Linked DNA regions of Mus musculus: regions 1, 2, 4, 5, 6 and 7 are each linked to region 3. A link is a contact called in public promoter capture Hi-C data. All regions are on one chromosome and are shown on one strand. Each heading gives the region's core, a stretch centred on a gene start, on an enhancer-like site or on the middle of the called end of the contact. The rest is flanking DNA. Distances are from core to core; before and after follow the strand shown. Region 1 holds the start of Fbxl16 (F-box and leucine-rich repeat protein 16). Region 2 holds the start of Slc37a1 (solute carrier family 37 (glycerol-3-phosphate transporter), member 1). Region 3 holds the start of Brpf3 (bromodomain and PHD finger containing, 3). Region 4 holds the start of Pknox1 (Pbx/knotted 1 homeobox). Region 5 holds the start of Rab40c (Rab40C, member RAS oncogene family). Region 6 holds the start of 1700022N22Rik (RIKEN cDNA 1700022N22 gene). Region 7 holds the start of Dusp1 (dual specificity phosphatase 1).

Region 1 (2,700 bases), core at 45-2,544, 3.0 Mb after region 3:
ATCATCCAGGCTCCTGTCCCAACACCGGCCCCCCCCCCGCCCCTCCCCCCTGCTGCGATGAGGCTGCTGTCCAGCACTTCATCAAAGTGTTGGGCTGGAACAGAGGGTCCCGTGTCCCGAAGGGGCAGCAGGGAGGCCTGAGAAGACCCTGGTCAGTGGGCCCTGGGACAAGATGGCAGTGGAAGTCGGGCCTCCAGGAGGGAGCAGGTGAAGTGGCATCTGCCATCTGCTCCTGGGAGGTCAGCTGCTGGCTCGGGCTGGGAGGGGCTAGCAGGAGGGCTGCTAGGCCAGATCCAGGCCTCAACAGTGCAGCCTTCTCTCCTGGGATGACGGGTGGGGAGGATCCCCCACTGACTAACATCCTAGAAGGACATGGAAGCCCTGCTCAGCAATCTCAGGATGCCCATTCCCCATTTTGAAGCCTTCCAATCTTGGCCAAGGCCCATTTTCTTTTTCTAGAACCAAAGACATGCCAGCCCACTCCCTGGTATAGAGCTGTGGGCGGCAGCTCTATACCAGCTCATGTCCAGAAGGCGTCCAGGACCCCTAGGCCACATATCCACATGGCTCCTCCCTTTTAATTGTATCAACACCTGTCACGTCCTCCAGTCCGCCGGAGGCTCATAGGGCTGGAGTGGGGAGAGCCCAGAGCCAAGCCAGAAGGAGTGGGGGCTGACGGCCTGCAGTTCCGCGTCCTCGCAGCCACCGTGCTTCCTCTCAGCAATTCCGTGGTACGGAGATACAGCCTGACCGCGCTGCCGGTAGCGAGCGGGGCGCAATCAGGCCGGCCACTAGGGTTAGGGGCTGCGGAACCGCTGGCTCAGCGGCCGAAGGGTGAGGTGGGGAAGGGGCTGCGATTACGTAAGCCCTGCTCAGGCGGCGGCGGCCGCGGCGCAGTCCCAAGTCCCCACCCCGCCCCCTCCTCATTGTAGCCTTCGCGGAGGCAGTGGCTCGACCTGGACCCTCCCCTCCCCGCAGCCTGGCCGCGCGCGCACACACACCTTACCTCGGCCAGGGCTTCTGGCTCATGCCACGCTGTCCGCCGGGCGACCTCGCGTCATGGGGAGCTCAGCACCCGAGCCGCCTAGCGCGGAGGCGGCCGAGGTGCTGGACTGGCTAGCAGGGCCCGACTGCGCCCCGCGCCCGGCGCCCCGCGCCAGGGCCCTCTCCGCAGAGTTCCGAGCGGAGCTCCCCGGTGGGAGAGGATCTGCCGCCCTGAGCCTCCCACCGGGGAGGCTGAGGCTGTGCCCAGATAAATAAGGCCGCTTTGCAGGGAACCCGGCGGGCGCCTCCTCCCTCCCCTTCCCCTCCTCCCTGCGCTCCTCCTCCGCGCTCCTCCCCGCGCTCCTCCGCGGCCGCCGCCGGCGCCGCGCGTGCCCCCCGCCCGGCCCTAAGAGCCGCGCCCTCGCGCGCTCCCGGCGTCCGGACCAATCCGGGTTCTAGAGCCAGGCTGAGGTGTCGAGAATCCCCAACCCCGCCCCGCTCCTCTCCGCGCGCTCCCGGTGCGGTACCGACGGGCACGCGCCAGGCGGCAGCACCCGCTCAGCGGCCGGTGTTCGCACAATAACAAACCCCGTAGGCCGCGCGGCCGAAGAGCAGCTTCGAGTGTCCCATCTGCACAAAGTGGTGGCGACCCAGAATCTTGCCAGCTGAGGAGAATTGCGGTCCTTGGCGCGAGCGGTTGGCAGTGGGGTTCCGGATCCTGCGCAGATGCAACTGGCCCTATGTGCCCTTGCTTGGATTGCCACCTGTGAGGGCGAGGAAAGAGAAGCCGAGTGGAGACATCGACATCGTCGCACCTCCACACACACACACACACACCCTCCTTATGGCCCCTAGGATTCATATCCCTTCCGATCCTGTTGCGAGTCAGGCAGAAGAATCCCTGTTCTGGGTGACATAGTCACACACTTGCAAGCAAGTGACTAAAGCAAGCGTCAATGAAAACACAAGACAGTGGAGTGATAGTGGGGAGGGGTTACTTCTGACAATGTCACAAATGATCTGAGACGCCCTCTCTGTCCCCATAGCACTTGGTAGGAATGGTTCGAGAATCGACCTGCCTTATGGAGTTCCACAGGTTCGCTCTGAGATGAAGTAGAGGTCAGGTGGTGGCAGCCTGTATGGACCAGGGAGGGTGGTTTGTGTAAAAGGACCCATTAAGGGCTGCTGGAGAGCCAGACCTCTCAGCAGGCTAAAGGGACCCCAATCTGGGTCTCTCTTGAGACCAGAAACAGCAGATGTTGGGACAGCAGAGTAGCGTCTTGGAAGAGAAGGAGCTTCAGGGTGGAATGTCCTCAGATGAGACCAACTGCTGTGGAGATGGGAGGTCTGTCTCCTGGGAATGATGTGAGGCCTAGGGGCAATAAGAAAGGGAAGTAAGCTGTATCCTAGCTGGTGTGTGTGTGTGTGTGTGTGTGTGTGTGTGTGTGTGTGTGTGTGTGTGTGTGGTGTATGATCATATATGTGAAGGTGCAAATAGAAGTTAGAGGGCAGTCTCAGGTATTTCTTAGGCAGTGTGTGTGAGTGAGTATATGTGTGTGTGTGTGTGTGTGAGAGAGAGAGAGAGAGAAAGAGAGAGAGAGAGAGAGAGAGAGAGAGAGAGAGAGAGAGAGAGAGAGAGAGAGAGGAGAGAGAGACTGATATTAGAATCCTCTTCTACCAGTCTTTAAAAAAATTATATATTTTATGTATGTGAGT
Region 2 (2,700 bases), core at 91-2,590, 2.5 Mb before region 3:
TGAGCTACCCAGAACCCATCAACCCTTCAAGGAGACTCAGGAGTGGGTGGGAGTTAGCAAAAGCAAGAGCAATGCCCCAAGGGGGGTTTTCCAGTCTTTAGCACACAGGCAACATCAAGGCAGCCTAAGGCAACCTGTCAAAATGATGGCACTTTATAAAAGGGCAAACCTGGGAACCAAACTCCCTCCAAAAGCTTCAAGAGTTTTGTTTTAAACCAAGACAAACACTAACTCCTCTAATCGAGCCCTTTCTAAGCGTTTAAAGGCTCCATTGGCCGTGGGAGATAAACAGAAACTGTTATTTTCACTTGTCCTGAGCTTAAATACAAGGAGTCAGAATTCTATCCACCATAGCTCTTAGCCCACTCACAGCAAACAACGCACCCCGGGTGTTCTCCACCGAACCAGACCTGTAACAATACTCCCAGGAACTCAGGGTGCAAACAGGACCCCCAAAAGAGGGAATTCTGTGTAAAGCCGAATAATATATTTACCAACTCGCCCAACTTCACGCAATTTAAGTTCCAGGGCGAGAAGGCAGGTAGGGAGGCAGGCAGGTGCAGAGAGCTCTAAAGACCAGGAAAAAGCACCTTAAGAATTTAAACCAAGAGCAAGGGGAGGGTCTTCCGTTCAAATGCAAATCTTTACCTGCGGGCCACCAAGATCCTTGGGTGGACCCTAAGTGCGCGGAGCTGGGGGACTTTTCCGGTGGTTTAAACCCTTTATTACCGCCCAGACGGTGGCTGTCACTGCGTTGGCCACAGAGCCCGGGCTCCGGGAAGCAGTTCTTTTAGCAAACAAACAACCGGAGCCCAGGGTGCTGGCTGAGAGCTTTCCCAAGGGCTTTGCGAGCCGGCTCCTCCTCCCAGGTCCTACAGCCGCTTGGCCGGGTGGTGAAGGCTACAGGCACGCCCACGTCCCCTACGAGCGGCAGCAGACAAAGCGCTGGGTCTCCGGCAGGCGTCTTCTCACAGCTGTCACTCGCGGCCTGGGGCCGGGAGGGGACCCAGCATCACAGCTAGGCGACCCCAGCCCCCGGGTCTCAGGGAACCTTTTGCTTCCACTTTCCCCGGGAATTCAACGTCACCAGCACCGGATCGCCCCCGCACTGTCTCTCAAGGCCACTCTAGGAGCCCTTACTTCAAAGACGTCCCACTCTAGGAAAAGCGCTTGGTTTGTCCCCGGCTCTCCAGCCACACAGCAGAGGGAGACAAACGGCGGAGAGGCCGAAGCGGGGCCCACGGCAGGTGCGTGGCGGCTGGCAGGTGAGCGCCGCTGGGGAGGGTCCTCCGTTGTCCCCGCGCCTACCTGCGCTCCGCAGCCCGCGTCGCGTGCTTCCTGCCGTCGACTTCCTGGAGCGGCCGCCCTTTCACTTTCCCGGCCCTGTGAACGCCGACCCTGTGCGGCTCCTCCCTCTCCCGCGCGCCCCCTGACCCCGGCCCCGCGCGCGCCCAAGGGATGCTCAGATCGCACACAGCCCGGAGATGCTCAGCTGGAGCATCCTCTAGCTGTTCCTGGGTCCCCACACCTGCCTGTCATGCTCTCCTAGGCCCCGCAGGACGCCGGGCTCTTACTGGCATGGTGCCCAGCAGCCAAACGCTAGCTCCTAGGGGACCTCACCACCACCAGGCTTTTGTCCCCGAGGCGGACCTTACTAATGCCAGCGACATAGACAAGTTCCGAGGTAAAGATTTGCTCCCTCGGAGTCCTGGACTGAGGATGGCCTCTCTCGGCCTACCACATCAAGTGTCAAGAGTCAAGAGCATCCGGTATGCTACAAATGGAGCTGGCACACGCCTGGTACCGCACCTGTGTCAGTGTGATAAATGGCTTGCATGGTTAAGTCCTGAAGGCCAGCCACCCCGGTCATGAGAAGTGCCCTGGCACACAGCTTCCTGGTCAATTCCGGATAATTATCTTTCAAACCCCACACCTCCTGCCAAGAATTGATCCTGGAAAGTCCGGGAAGGGCCTGATTACTTTTCTAAAGGGCATCTGCCTCACGCCTCCACGTGTCGGCCTGGCCTGGCATCCAAAGCCAGTCCTGCCGCTCAGCCCCCTGCCGCAGATCAGCACCTGCCTGGAACAGCAAAACCAGGCAGGAAAACAACTTCCTAGGAACACCCACTGGGTAAAACCGTGCCTAAACCAAAACCAACCCGATGCATGAACAGAGAGAGCCAGGGCGAGGGTGAGGAGTGTTTGGCGGGGGTAACTAGCGCCCTCTTCAGACTGGTTGGTGTACAGGCGGCCCACAGCTTCACTCTCCTCCCCACAGCCCACCCGCGCCACAAGCGCGAACGCAGTCTGCTGAATTGGGGAAGGCCCAGCCATACTTCTATCTACAGGCTTTTGAGAAGTGTTCTGTACCCTACAAGCAAAGTTGACTTCCTGTTTGAGCCACCTGCACCCACATCTCATATAGAAGTGGCCGGGGAACTCTGGCCACTCTACCCTGTTCCTTTGGCTAGATGTTTCCCACCCCACCCCCCTTTTTTTCCTCCCTAACTCTCCATTCCTTGTAGGCAGCAACTCAAGTGGACGCTTACATCTACTCTAGGCGCCTCCTCCCCATGTCACTAGTTCTCAGGCCTGCCATCACCAAGCTTGCTCAAGAGTCCCTTGCCCTTATGCCTGTGTTCCGTGGTTTTGTTTTGTTTTCTGTAGCTGCCCCAAACTACCCCAGCCAAAGTAAAATTT
Region 3 (2,700 bases), core at 119-2,618:
GGACCTTTACCGCACTTCTGTTCAACCCGAAGCCCTGAGGGCACGAGATCCCGTACCAACCTCAAGGTCTCAAAAGTAGTCCCAGCCAACAGATTCCATTCCCCAATTCTCCAAAGGCAAGCAGCCTCTGGAGAGGAAACACACACTTCAGTATCGATTTTGAAGAATCTACAAGAACCCCATCCTGTAGTCTCAGAAGTCGTCTCCATCCCCATTCGGGGCTCCCGCGATGCGATCACAGGGGGCAAACCCATGGGACCCAGCTGGGCTACTGCCAGGGGAAACCAAGAGTTTCGCCTACAAGGAGCTAACAACTAGACCAGGGTTGGTATTTTTTTTTTGGCGGGAGTTTCCTCACGTACACAACTCTTCCCATACACACACTGCCGAGTACCCCCAACAGCCCCCTTCAGAGACGTTCTTAGCGACCCGGGATCCCCAACTCGACCACCTCACCCTGGCCCCCGAATGAGGAGTTTCAACAATTGGACGGAACCCGCCCTGCACGCCACACAAGGGACTCATGAGACCAGGTAAGACTCCAGACAAGGTCTCTGTCCCTTTAAAGGGACTCCTCTTCCAGTGGAATCTTCACGACACCCCCCGAAGGAGAAAAAAGAGAAATATCTCCCCCTAAAAAAAACAACCCAGAGGGTAGGCGCACCACAGATAGACGCAGAGTCCGACCCTCACAGAGAAAGCGAGCGCCAGCGAACGGCGGAGGGGTGGGGAGGGGGGGGGAGGACGCGGAGATGCAAGCACTTATTGGCCGCCCAACCTGCCCGTCAAGGGGGAACCCGTGCGCCGAGGGCGGCCCCTGAAGGCGGGACTCTGGTCTAGCCAGGCCAATAGGGGAGCACGGGGAGGGCGGGGCTTAGCCGTTTGGCTGCCAGGACCGGGGAGAAACAAGATGGCGGGTGCGGGAGGGGGTCCTCGCTTTGCAGCTCCCTTCCGCGCGCTTTTCCCGGCCTCGTCGCCGCCCTCGCTCCGGGGGAGAGGTCGCGCGTCACCCCCACGCCCCATCGGGACACCCCTGTGCGCCCCGGCCGCCCCCTCGCGCGCAGCGCTCGCTCCCCGCCGGCCCCCGCCGCCCCCGCTCGCTCCGGCCCCGCCGCCGCCGCCCCCATTTTACCTCAGCCGCCGGCCGGGCCCCTAGCTTCGGGGGCCCCCTGAGCGCGAGCGCGGCCGGCCGGGTGAGCGGCCGGGCGAGCGGGCCGGGCGAGCGAGCAGCTCCGTGCGCGGCCCGGCTGAGGGAGCGCGGCCTCCTCCCGCTCCGGCCCTCCGCTCCGTCTCCCCGGGCCCGGCCGCCTCTCCCGGGGGAGGAGGGGGAATGGAGCCACCGCCGCCACCACCGCTGCCGCCCGCCACGGAGCCCGGCCGAGGGGAGGGAGGGATCAGCCCCCAGGCAGGATCCGCCCCTCGGCCTCCCCCCGCCACCTCCACCCCTTCCCTCACTCCCTCCCCGGATCGAGCCGCCGCACGCGAAGCGGGAGCGCGAAAGCGCGGGGAGACCGGAGCGGATGCCCCCGCCCGAGCCCAGCCCGGCGCGGCGGCAGCGGCGGCGGGGAGACGGGCGGGGAGATGAGCGCGAAGCGGCAGCGCCACCTCCACGGGGCACCGTCCCCGGCACGGCCTCACGGTGGCGGTGCGGACGCGGCGGGGCCGCTTCACCCTGGGCCTGTCCCAGAGCTGATCTAGTCGGGGTTCCCACTCTGAATCCACGGAGCGGTGGCTCACCCCATCCCAGCCAGAGCGTGGGGCCACCCGCCGCCCCCGAGGTGGGAACGCCCATGCTCCCACCCACCCACAAAGCTCGCCCCAGGACGACCCCGGAGGGCCACACTGTGTGTGGCTTCCCAGAGTGCAGGTGGCTGCGAAGCCTCCAGAAAGTCGTCCCTCCCCAGGCCCCCGGGACAAAGGTCTAGCGATGTCCACCCATCCCCTCCCCCAGTGCGGACAGCCCGGGAAAGACCCGTGCCTGTGGTGTGTGTACAGGTGAGCCTCTCCTGGCACACAAGGCTGCCACGGACCAGACTTTTCCATCTGTGTGGAGTTTTTTTTTTTTTAAGTAAACATAAAAGTTTGACAGTCTGCTTAAGCGTGCCTCGTAATTCCGTTTGTCACTCTAGGCATGGGAAATACTTTTCCCCTTGAATTTGATTTGGCCAGGAGTCGGTTAATTTAATGCACTGAACGGCTTTCTCAAAGGCAGCCTGCCTGTCAAACAGCAACTCCCAGACTTTGAAGTGTACTCAAGCTGCCTTTTGTTCTAATAAAAGAAAAAATAAATAGAAGAAAAGGTCCCTTTGCCCCTCCACGAGCGCATGTACCTATAAATTTGAAAGCTTACCTCGTGACAGAGATCTTAAGCACCAATACTTAATGATGCTTATAAAGGATATATGGATAAACTGCTATCGAAGATGAAGATGAATGATATATTTTGAAAGCGTTTCCTCTACACGAACGGCTGGTGAGACTTTCAATTGCTCGATTGGCTCTGGTATCCAGGACCTGGGTACTACAGTTGAAAGAGTAGAGAATAAACATTTCTCACGGCCCAAACCTTGTGTTTTTATTTACATTGAAGTATAGGTGTTCAGCATCCTAAGAGTTGAGAATTTACCAGTTGAGTGAAGCATGGAAGTTGGGTTTCCTTACAGGAGTGTGTTCTTGATAGATGGTAATAACATACTGCAA
Region 4 (2,700 bases), core at 104-2,603, 2.8 Mb before region 3:
GGGGGGGGAACCGAGCTATCTTCCCAGCCATCCTTGTTCTATCCTAAAGCACAGGGGTCTCTCTTAAGGAGCATCAACTCCTGGTGCCCTGGTGGCCAAAGTTCTCCAGGAAGAACCTTAAGCTTCAACGGTACCTCACACAATGGTGGATCTAAGACTCAGCGCGCTATTGCCAACGGGATGGCCCGCACAGGCTGGGAGGGTTTAGGGACTCTTGCCTGCCTCACCTGGACACCGAATGAGCAACAAAAAGCGTGCTAGCAACGCGTTCCCGCCTCAGTCAAATCCTTCCCTGGAGTGTTTAGGGAAAGCTCATTTTTCTAGTGCTATGACAGGAGGCCTGCTTAGAGGCGTGTTCTTCCATCCTTTAGTGGAAATCACCCACATCTTTAAAAAAAATAAAATAAAACAAAAACAAGTCACTTCTGGAAGAGGCTTCCCTGTCGAGCCGACACCCACGTCTCAACTATCCAGAATCCCTGATGTGTGCTCAATCTTGGCCCCCGTGGCCCGCGCGCTCCCGGCTGGCGCGGTGGGACCGACCGCGCAGGCTACGGCCTCCGGAGCCTGGAGCCGCGACGTCGCCGGGCTCGGTGCTCCTAGCCGCACCGCTTCCCTTCTCAGATACACACGGAGCAGGCACAGCGGACCAAGCGCTCCTCGAGAAGCTCTCCCCGACGGGCCGTGGACACGCGCGACACGCTGTCACCATCCGCGGACTCCCCCGGGAAGCCCCACACCGGCTCCGGCCGCCCCTCTGGGCTGCCGACCCCGCCGCCATCTTCCTGCCGCGCCGCCCCCGGGCCTCGGCCCTCGGCCCTCAGCCCGCCGCCGCGCGCCCCCGCCGGCCCGCGCGCCCCCGCAGCCGCGAGCTGCACTCCGTGAGCGACGGTTAGGCGCGCGCTTCGAGCGGGCCCAGCGCGGAGGCCCTGCCGCCTTCGAGAAATTTCCGCGCCCCTGAACCCACACAGGAAAACAAGCCGGGCGCGCCCCCGCGCCGCGGCCTCAGCGCCCCCTCCCCCCATCGGCGCACCCCTCCCCCCGCCCCCGCCCCCGCCCCGGGCGCGGGTCAAGTGCGGCCCGGGGCACCGCCCGCCCGACCGCCCGCCTGGCCCGCGGCGGAAGAGGCAGCGGCGGAGGCGGCGGCAGCGGCGGCCTCGGCCGGTGTGATTGATAGGGACGGCGGCAGCGAGAGCGGCGGCGGCGGCGGCGGCGGAGCGGTTGAGTGACAGCTTACCTGGGTGCCAATCTTCATCACACTGACAAGCGGCTGCAGCAATCGGGACCCGCAGTGCCGCGCCCGCGTCCAACCGTCACGCCGACGCCGGGCCACGCGACACAGCCTCGCTCAATGGGAGGAGGGCGACGCCGATGCGCGCCGCATCAATATTCACCGCGGGGGCGGGGCCTGCCGACCCCGGGCCCCGCCCCCGCCCAGCGCGACGGCGGGCGGGGGGCGGGGCGGGTGGGGCGGGGGCGAGGCAGGGGGCGGGGGAGGGCCCAAGCGGGGCGGGGCAGAGGCCGGTCCCGCCCCGCTGCGCGCACTCAGCCAGGCCCCACCCAGCGGCCCAGCCCGGGCGCCAGTAGCAGCCTGCCCCGCCCCAGAGGCAGAGCTTATGTTTCATGACCACGCCGTGGGGCGTGGCCCAGAGAGCTATAGACCACGCCTCCTCTGCGCACTCGTCTGCTCCCTCCCTTCGGATAAAGGTTTGTGGAACTGGGTGGAACCATCTGCAGCTCAGGCGGGGAGTACGGGCTGTACCATCAGAGGACCTTCGCGATTCTGGGCCTCCCGGCTCTAGCCCTTCGTTCTGAGCGGCGCCTCGCAATCAAGGTTCTGGAGCTGGGGTAGGCGCGAGGAGGTAGGCGTTCATCTTTAAAGACCGAAGGACTGAGCGCTTGAGATGTTTGCCCTGGGATCTAACCATGGATGCAGTCTCCTGACTGACCGTGAAGTGACTGCGGTCTGACATCTGGTCCGTTAGGACTCCAGGCCAAAAAAAAAAAAAAAAAAAAAAAAAAAAAAAAGAAAGAAAAAGAAAGAAAGAGACCTTTCCTTAGGAGGACTGGACAGTGTTGTCTCTAGTTGAAGCTCTGCCTAACCAGATCATCTGCAGCAGCGTACCCCGGGCCCCGTGGCTTCACTGATCGAAGTAAAAGACAGAGCGAAAGAGGCCCTCAATTTGCCTGGCTTGTCTAGGCAACAGTTTTATGCAGTGGCCGCCTGAGTGTGTGATCGGTGCTTCTCATCCGTACACAGATTAAAGCGGTTCTGATGACCCCACACTCCTCAGGAGGAGCCTTGTACCCCAGGACTGTTGGCTGGAAGGGGCCTGAGGAAGCCGCAGCATGTGTTTGGTAGGACACCCTCCTGTGTCCTCAAGGCTCCACAGACACCCCAAGGCATCACTCTCTTTGTAGCTACAGTTCGGTTCACCACAGAACCCACGTGGAAGGAGAAAACCAACTACCAACACATGTGTGGTATGCACACACATTTGTCCACATACAATAGCAACAACAATATTAAAATTTGAAAAACTGGGTTTGGGAGCTGAAGATATGGCTCAGCTGATAAGAGTGCTTACCTAGCATACACAAAACCCTAGGTGGGATCCCCAACACACATTAAACCTTACCAGGTTTAATATGGTGACATATGCCTGTTATCTCAGCACTTGGGTAGTCGAAGCACAAAGA
Region 5 (2,705 bases), core at 57-2,556, 2.9 Mb after region 3:
CGGTTTTTTTTGTTTTTTGTTTGGTTTGGTTTGGTTTTGGGTTTTTGAGACAGGGTTTCTCTGTATAGCCCTGGCTGTCCTGGAACTCACCCTGTAGACCAGGCTGGCTTCGAACTCAGAAATTCGCCTGCCTCTGCCTTCCGAGTGCTGGAATTAAAGGCGAGCGCCACCACGCCCGGCTTATGTTTTACGTTTTAAATTTTTTGCTATTTATGTGACTTGTGAATGCACTCTTAACCAAGAACGCTGTCCGTGGCCCTCCAGCCTTGGAGCTGGCCGACCGAGTGTGCACATGCAATGCGTTGCCCATCCTGGAGTTCACCGGGCCAACGCTGCTCAGTCGCTGGTCCAAGCCCTCAGGATCCGCTTTGGGAAGGATGTCCCCCACAAGAGACAGCTCAGAGGTGGACTTCAGCCGCCATCCTTGTGCCAAAACACTCAGTAGCGGCCCCGCCCACTCCGCAGCCAGGAGGAAGTCCCACCCCTTGGAACAGCCCACAAGGGAGAGAGGCTTGCCCCTCCAGGGCGAACACTAAGTGGCTGTCCCCGCCCTGCCCTCAGGGAAGGCGAGCCCCACAGTGTACGACGAACTTTGTTACTTCCCTTCTGGGTCTCTGTGAGAGCGGCCGGCCAACGCAGCTTGATAGATAACCTGCCCCCTTCCAACACCCTCCTCCCGGGACTCAGCTGAAGCAGGAGTTATCTCTACCCTTCCGCTTGTCCACGAGGGGGGAAGGGTAGACTTGTGTAATGTTTGACTCTTGATTGGCCCGAATTAGGAAAGGGGTGGGCCTAGGAGGTTATGATCGATGTTAGATGGCACAAATGCCTTAGCAGTAGTAGCCAATGGTGATGACGAGGGGGCGGGAGGCCAGGATGTTGCAGGTCGGTGCCCGGCTACTATGGCTCTGAGGCATCCTGCAGGAAGCAGTAGGGGTTGGGATGGACATGCAAGAGCAACCAATGATTTCGGAAAATCAGTGGGAAGTAGCCAATGGTCACAGCGAGGAGGCGGGGAAAAACGCCAGCCTCAGCAACACTGTGTACGAAATAGCGGGGACGGGACTTCAGTGATAGACAAGCATGTAGACCAACAGAAGTGAGAAAGAGGGTGGCAGCGGGCCAGTAGCAGTGGCGAGTGGGCAGGGCGGGGCGACCGTGGGCTGGGCGGCACCTTGTGTGGGGCGACGTGGGGGCGGGGCGACCGTGACGGCCAGGCTGCCAGGCCAATGGCCCGGAGAGGGCCGGCGGAGGGTGGCCAATGGCGGCGGCGCATCCGGGGGCGGGGCTGCGGGGCTGCGCGGTGCCGTGCGGGAAGCGGCGGGTGGCGGCGGCGGCAGCGGCGGCGGCGGCGGCTAGGAGGCTGAGGTGAAGCTGGCGGCAGCGGGGCGGGTGCACTGGGGGCGGTGGCCAGCGGGCGGGAGCATCAGCGTCCTGACCGCACGGCCGCTCACCAGCCTTCGCCCGCAGGTCTGGCGGCGGTGCCGTGGGCCGCGGTGCGGCGGGCGGGAGGATGGGCACCCAGGGCAGTCCAGTGAAGAGCTACGATTACCTGCTCAAGTTCCTGCTGGTGGGCGACAGCGACGTGGGCAAAGGCGAGATCCTGGAGAGCCTTCAGGACGGCGCAGCTGAATCCCCGTACGCCTACAGCAACGGTAGGCCGGGGTTGGCTGTGGGCGCGCGAGGTGGGAGCGGCCTGTCGCGGGAGCGGGCGGCCTCTGCGCGTGTCGCTGCGGTATCCTCTGGCCCTGCCTTGAGGAGCCGTCGGCAAGCGGGCGCGGGTCCTGGTGGCTACTAAGAAGTCACAGCAGCAGGTCTTTGGAGTCCATTAGGGCCTGGAATGGGCCGCGCGGCAGATACCGCACGACGGGCCCGGTGCTCACCGCACTGCCGCCGGAGGGGTTTGCTCAGAGACACCGCACCCTGTGCAGGGAGAAAATAGGTCTGCTGCGATGTGATTTTTGTTAACTTCCGGGTGCATGGCAAAAAATACACAAGGTAGATTGCATCACTGGCACTTGCCTGAGCTTGCCTCTTAATTTAGATATTTAAGGTAAAATCGTAGCTAACAGTGGGTGGGATTGGATCACAGGGGCTGCTGACTCCGGAGGAATTAATGTGCAGTGGGCCTGTCATCTTATATCACTGGACTAATTCTACCTTCCTGGTCGCTTCCCGAGTCCCTTTTACTCTGCTTTTTTACTTCATTCTCTGGGGTCTTGTTAGCCCTGTCTTACTGCTCTGAGTACTGGCGGTCTGGTAAATAACAGCTGAGTGTGTAGGTAAGACATCTACCACTCTTAGCAGTTAGGACTTGTCAAGGGTGATGACTGCCAGGACATCAGTGGAGGACCCTTCCTTTTGAACAGTAGCGCTGGATCTTCTCTGTAAGTCCTCCCCAAGCACCTCTCAGCTTCAGTTCACAGCAGGCATCTTCAGCGCAGGAAAGGAAGAGTCATGGTTTTACTTTGCAGGGTATGTGAAAAGACCTCTGCACAGCCAGGCAGCCTTGACTGGTATTTAACTGGGCGTCCCAGGGTGACAGCCCTGCTCAGAAAGGCTTTGGGGGGTTACCTTTCCAATGGGGGAGTGTGGGAAGGGCTGGGCTTGGCTTCAGAAATGCTTAGTGTTAACTTGTGCTTTGGAGAGACTGCTTGTCCCTGCTCCACTCTTCCTTTCCCCATCAGCTTCAACCACATATCCAC
Region 6 (2,700 bases), core at 180-2,679, 2.8 Mb after region 3:
TCAAGAGTCAGGGTGGTTGATCTATGGCTTCTGTCCCTGCAAAGCTCTCTCTGCCCTTCTTGACCTCTGCAGGGTGTCCTGTGGTCTGTGCACTCAACAGGGTGTCTGTCTTCTGGCCCATACTACACTAGCATAGATCAGGGCTCAGCCAACCTGGGATGATCCAGCTTTACCTGCTGTGTGATCATCTTACTTAGTGCAGTGATACATCATTGCACTAGTGATGACCCGTAGTGACCAGAGATACTGTCCTGGATCCAGCTTGGCCATTCTCCTGATCATGGGTATCACCTACTGATGAATGAGCAGTGACTTCACCACTGTCAGGGGGCTCAGGAAGACAGCCTCTGCTCCTCTCCTCTTGCCAAAATTTGGTGTCTTCCCCATTCAGGCATAGGTGTCCCCACAGCATCCTGAATTCAATGGCCAGTCTTTAGCTTTCTAGCTTCTGGAGCATGAATGATTTCCCAGAAACATTATCTGTAGTCTCTACTGAGCCAGACTCAGGTTTTCTGGGTCCGGGGGCAAATAGTACCCAATCTCTCACACAACATTCAGAGTGCCGGGTGTCCTTTTGCTATGTGCTATGTTTTTTTTTGTTTTTTGTTTTTGGTTTTTGGTTTTTGGTTGGTTTTTGGTTTGGTTTGTTTTGTTTTTTGAGACAGGGTTTCTCTGTATAGCCCTGGCTGTCCTGGAACTCACTTTGTAGACCAGACTGGCTTCGAACTCAGAAATCTGCCTGCCTCTGCCTCCCGAGTGCTGGGATTAAAGGCGTGGGCCACAACGCCCGGCTAGCAGCCTGATTCTTAGTTAGCTTTCAGTTGCAGAGGACAAGTGGCTGGAATTAAGTTAATTCGGGGGAGCCAAAGGGCTCTAATGGGAAATAGCTTGGGGGCTCTTGTGAACATAACTCAAAGGACTGCCTCAGATGCCAGTGTTTCTCTAGAAAAAGTGACGTGCCTATCTAGCACTCGAGTAAACACAGACCTCAGATGGAGTAACCTCGGAAGGAGCAGTGCCAGCACGGTTGCTGCTTCAGACCGTTGGGAAAGAAACCAGAAGTCGCTGGAAGAGGTAGAAAGCAGCCAAGGCAGCTAGGTTGGACTGTACCACCTACTGCCCCAACGCAGCAGACAACCGGTTCAGACCTTGTACAAAATCACGACCCAGACTCCCGACATCTCCCCTGGCGCAGTAACACTCGAACCCCGTGGACGCCTACCGGAGCCCAAAGCCCATCTTAAGGGGATCCTGGGAGCTGTAGTCCGTTCTCTTCCCGGATCCAGCGCGCCACATCAAACTAGCTTGGGAGTACCAACTGCATCCGTGAACTGAGCGTCTCCGGTCACGTTGGGAGGGCGAAATCTCAGGGAAAGAGTAGAGGGTAGGACCATTCATGGACTACAATTCCCGGCGTGCCTTGAGCCGCGTCGCTCTGCCCTGTGGGAGCCGTAGTCCCGGCTCCGGGTTCCCAGTGCCGCGTGCGCCCCTGACGCGCTGTAGCCTCGGGCCCCGGCTGGGCGCCACGCTACGGAAGCAGCGTAAGGCGTAGCGGGTAGGCCGGGCGGGACGGCGGGCGCTAGCTACGGAGGCGTTTGTAAGGTTGCCGGGCCGAGACGGATCTTCGCGGCCAAAACGCGCTAAGCCGGCGGAGCATCGCGGCTGGCGCGAAGGGGCCCTTGGTGCCCTCCGGTCGAAGTTGTGGGTCAACCGACTGAGGGCCGGCACTAGGGCCGCGCCCGCCTAGACCGATCGCGAGCGCTGAGGAGGCGCCGCCGGCTCGCTAAGGTGAGTTCCACGGTAGGCGGCCGGCCAGACGGCCTAGGACTCGTAGAGCTCGGCCTCAGGGCATCAGCCGGGATGCTCCATGTTTGTCCTGGGAGCAGTAGCCTGGCTTGTGGTGAGCGGGAAGGGGAGGGGGAAGCGCGCCGGAGGTGTGGGTCACTCGAGGCCAGCCTAGGAACCTCAGACGCAGGCGACCCTCGGTGCCTGCCTGTCCTTGAGTGCCCTCTTGTCCGGGGCTAAGCGTTGGCCCACTGTACGAAGGTATAGGTCGTGGGGGCACTGTCTGCAGAAACCTGCAGCTGCCTGGGGCGGCAGCAAGAGTAAAGCGTCCTGTGTGCCCCCTCATCCCACACTTCTGTTTTTGCGGGCCTGTCAGCAGGCCGAGAAAGTTACAGAGCAGCCCCTTGACAGCTGCGGGATTTTCTTTTTGTTTTCTGAAAAAGGGGCCCTTCCACGTCTGATTTGGGAACCCTGTTGTGTGGCCAGATGGTCCTTGCTAGGCTGGCTCTTAGGGTCCCTGAGTACAGATACTGAAACAGGACCGCGAAACACCTAGCCTCGAAAACAGGATAGATACCTCCTGAGTTTCAGGAGAACCTGAGAGCCTACCTGAGTGTTTGCTGCTGACCCTGCAGTTCAGCAATAAATCAGGAAGAACTGCTACTCAGTAAGAAACTGTGAGATTACCCCTCCAGTGGCAATTTCCCCTTTCCCAGTCTGGAGAACTGCAAGTCACAGATGTGGAGCTTGCCTCTTGAGTTTCTCCCTGCTTCCAGAGTCTAGCTGTCAGGGATGCGCTCAGGACCACAGTTCTGCAGTCTAGGGCAATTGTGTCTTGCTGAACAGTAGCTTGCCTCCATGGGGTAGTAGATTCTGTTTCCTTTGAGGTCCTTCTGCTCCACAGAGATGCACCCA
Region 7 (2,700 bases), core at 28-2,527, 2.3 Mb after region 3:
GCAAGAGCTAAGAGAGGCCAAAGCGGACGTTGCTGGGCAAAGACACATGGTAGTAAGACACCTCCCCTTGCAAAGAGGAAGAAACCGCAGAATGTTCCTGACTCGGCACCCCTTCAGAGTGGTGCAATGTTTATGTTTGTGTATCCAACTCCGTGGTGTTGCGGCGGACTCACTGCCTACCCTGTAGTCATGGAGTTTTGTGGAAGGACACACACACACACACCATTTCGGTCTTCCCAGGTGTGATGAGTACAGTTTGTCCCACAGAGTGGCGGATTCAAGGCTCTTGGCCCTGAGTCCTTGGTGTGCTCAGCTTCTGTTCAGTGGAGATGAAAGGCACGAGGGCAGATGCCTTTAATCCTTAGTAAGTCAGGGACAGGAGGATCTCTATGAGTTCAAGACTAGCCAGAGCTACACAGCAAGATCCTCTCTGAAACAAACAAAACAAAACAAAAGAAAGTTGTGTTGGGGGACAGAGGAGCAGCGGCTAGCAGCATCCTCTTGATGCCACGCGACGACAATGTTCTGGGCCGTCCCTAGGCGGCGCTGTGGAGCTCTACCCAAGTCTCCCCCACCCCACCCCCCCAACCCCAATGTTAAACCTGGGCTCCAAAGATCTTGCAACCCTCCTCCCTTTGCTCCAAGTAAGTCCTCTAGGGACCACCGCGGTAAAGATAACACTCCGGGGTGGGGGGTGGGAACTAACTGGAAGCATTCCCTTGTTCAGCGTAAAACTTTTAAAGTGACATTCAAGAAGGACGTCTCAACTCTCGCCATTTGTCCTCGGTATAGCCAGAGGGCTATAGACCGAATTAGTCATCTCTCACTACCCACTCCCCTTTCCCGCTCAGCTCGCCACGCCCACCACTCCAGCAGCCAGAGCCGGGCCAGCTGAGAACGTGATACCAGGAGTGGCCCCGCTCGTTCGGCGGAGACCCGCGGAGGGGAGCAGGGCAGGTGTCCTCAGGCCGCGCGTCCTGGCCACCCGGGCTGGCAGCGCGCCGTCCTGCCTGCGAGCCCAGAGGACAGGAGGGTGGGGGCCGGGCTGCGAGCCAGCGCTCAGAGCCGAGAGGCTCCTAGGCCGATGACGTCTTTGCTTTTGGCTTTGGCGGCGCCAAGCTCGGTAGGGCGGGTGACGTCACCGCCCGGTCACGTGTCTGCCATTCAAACAAACAAACCGTTCTCCCCCACCCCCACCCCACCCCCCGCTTCTGTGCCGCGCCCGGGACCGCCCCCGAGAGGCTACATAAAACCGCGCTCCGTCGGACGAGCGCGCAGTGAAGGACTGGCGGGAGGAAAGCGCGGTGAAGCCAGATTAGGAGCAGCGAGCACTTGGGGACTTAGGGCCACAGGACACCGCACAAGATCGACCGACTTTTTCTGGAGAACCGCAGAACGGGCACGCTGGGGTCGCTGGGGCTGGCCATGGTGATGGAGGTGGGCATCCTGGACGCCGGGGGGCTGCGCGCGCTGCTGCGAGAGGGCGCCGCGCAGTGCCTGTTGTTGGATTGTCGCTCCTTCTTCGCTTTCAACGCCGGCCACATCGCGGGCTCAGTGAACGTGCGCTTCAGCACCATCGTGCGGCGCCGCGCCAAGGGCGCCATGGGCCTGGAGCATATCGTGCCCAACGCTGAACTGCGTGGCCGCCTGCTGGCCGGAGCCTACCACGCCGTGGTGCTGCTGGACGAGCGCAGCGCCTCCCTGGACGGCGCCAAGCGCGACGGCACCCTGGCCCTGGCCGCGGGCGCGCTCTGCCGAGAGGCGCGCTCCACTCAAGTCTTCTTTCTCCAAGGTACGCTCTAGCTCTGGCAGGACTTATGCCATCAGCTAGGGAAGGGGCGTCCCACCTGGAGTATGGGGGCGCCGGCGTCCAGTCTCCAGGGGCTTGTCAGTGGCTTTGTTTCACTCCCATAACAAAGACTTCCTTAAGCCTTCCTTGTAAACTCGCAGCCCCTGGTGGGTGAGTGGCTTGTCTCCAGGTACTGTGTCGGTGGTGCTAATGAGAAAATATGTACCTTTGTATTCTCAGGAGGATATGAAGCGTTTTCGGCTTCCTGCCCTGAGCTGTGCAGCAAACAGTCCACCCCCACGGGGCTCAGCCTCCCCCTGAGTACTAGTGTGCCTGACAGTGCAGAATCCGGATGCAGCTCCTGTAGTACCCCTCTCTACGATCAGGTTAGTAGGAGTCCGGGTCCATGCAGGGCAGGGAGGTGGCAGAGCTGGCAGAGGTCTAGGAGGATTGTGCCAGGAGGATATAGAAAGCGGCTGCAGCTTTATTTATACTAGCGGGGACACGAGGATCTTTAGTCCATCATGAAGCAATTGGATGGAGCTGAGTCTCCCAGTTGCTGGCACGGAAGAGCTTGTTGGCTCTGTCCAGGCCAATGGGCTTGATTCTTTACGAATATTTTAATATGTCAACAGCAGTGCTGAGGTCACCAGTTTCAGAAACTCCCGTTTTCAGCGGGGAGTTTTTGTGGGCATGGGTACTGGTGCTCACGCTGGACGAGCTTGACGAATGCTGGACTGTTTTTTTGACTTCAGGGGGGCCCAGTGGAGATCCTGTCCTTCCTGTACCTGGGCAGTGCCTATCACGCTTCTCGGAAGGATATGCTTGACGCCTTGGGCATCACCGCCTTGATCAACGTCTCAGCCAATTGTCCTAACCACTTTGAGGGTCACTACCAGTACAAGAGCATC

Evidence for each region. Promoter capture Hi-C pulls out the DNA fragments that hold promoters and counts their contacts.
Region 1: a promoter capture Hi-C map of liver shows a contact between it and region 3, with 7 times the contacts expected there. The contact joins the promoter of Fbxl16 here to the promoter of Brpf3 in region 3.
Region 2: a contact with region 3 is called in a promoter capture Hi-C map of pre-B cells, with 4 times the contacts expected there. The contact joins the promoter of Slc37a1 here to the promoter of Brpf3 in region 3. A contact is called at or near these places in 2 of 39 promoter capture datasets (liver and pre-B cells).
Region 4: a contact with region 3 is called in a promoter capture Hi-C map of pre-B cells, with 3 times the contacts expected there. The contact joins the promoter of Pknox1 here to the promoter of Brpf3 in region 3. A contact is called at or near these places in 2 of 39 promoter capture datasets (liver and pre-B cells).
Region 5: a contact with region 3 is called in a promoter capture Hi-C map of liver, with 3 times the contacts expected there. The contact joins the promoter of Rab40c here to the promoter of Brpf3 in region 3. A contact is called at or near these places in 2 of 39 promoter capture datasets (liver and pre-B cells) and 1 of 9 other capture datasets (adipose tissue).
Region 6: a promoter capture Hi-C map of liver shows a contact between it and region 3, with 5 times the contacts expected there. The contact joins the promoter of 1700022N22Rik here to the promoter of Brpf3 in region 3. A contact is called at or near these places in 2 of 39 promoter capture datasets (liver and pre-B cells) and 1 of 9 other capture datasets (liver).
Region 7: a promoter capture Hi-C map of pre-B cells shows a contact between it and region 3, with 2.7 times the contacts expected there. The contact joins the promoter of Dusp1 here to the promoter of Brpf3 in region 3. A contact is called at or near these places in 1 of 39 promoter capture datasets (pre-B cells) and 1 of 115 datasets of contacts at active chromatin or transcription factors (astrocytes).

The regions. Positions count from the first base shown.
Region 1 is chr17:25,807,693-25,810,392 of GRCm38.p6, reverse strand. It overlaps Fbxl16 (F-box and leucine-rich repeat protein 16), which reads right to left and starts at 1,294. Exons shown (of 6, transcript NM_001164225.2): 1 at 1,007-1,294.
Region 2 is chr17:31,294,864-31,297,563 of GRCm38.p6, reverse strand. Slc37a1 (solute carrier family 37 (glycerol-3-phosphate transporter), member 1) reads right to left here and starts at 1,340. Exons shown (of 20, transcript NM_001242427.1): 1 at 649-1,340.
Region 3 is chr17:28,799,794-28,802,493 of GRCm38.p6, reverse strand. It overlaps Brpf3 (bromodomain and PHD finger containing, 3), which reads right to left and starts at 1,368. Exons shown (of 13, transcript NM_001081315.1): 1 at 1,133-1,368.
Region 4 is chr17:31,563,426-31,566,125 of GRCm38.p6, reverse strand. Pknox1 (Pbx/knotted 1 homeobox) reads right to left here and starts at 1,353. Exons shown (of 11, transcript NM_016670.3): 1 at 1,238-1,353.
Region 5 is chr17:25,918,315-25,921,019 of GRCm38.p6, reverse strand. It overlaps Rab40c (Rab40C, member RAS oncogene family), which reads left to right and starts at 1,306. Exons shown (of 7, transcript NM_139154.2): 1 at 1,306-1,368; 2 at 1,471-1,655. The coding sequence starts at 1,514.
Region 6 is chr17:25,984,559-25,987,258 of GRCm38.p6, reverse strand. It overlaps 1700022N22Rik (RIKEN cDNA 1700022N22 gene), which reads right to left and starts at 1,429. Exons shown (of 2, transcript NR_166913.2): 1 at 1,223-1,429. It overlaps Capn15 (calpain 15), which reads left to right and starts at 1,385. Exons shown (of 12, transcript NM_001347334.1): 1 at 1,385-1,788.
Region 7 is chr17:26,507,049-26,509,748 of GRCm38.p6, reverse strand. It overlaps Dusp1 (dual specificity phosphatase 1), which reads left to right and starts at 1,277. Exons shown (of 4, transcript NM_013642.3): 1 at 1,277-1,792; 2 at 2,030-2,175; 3 at 2,545-2,700. The coding sequence starts at 1,426.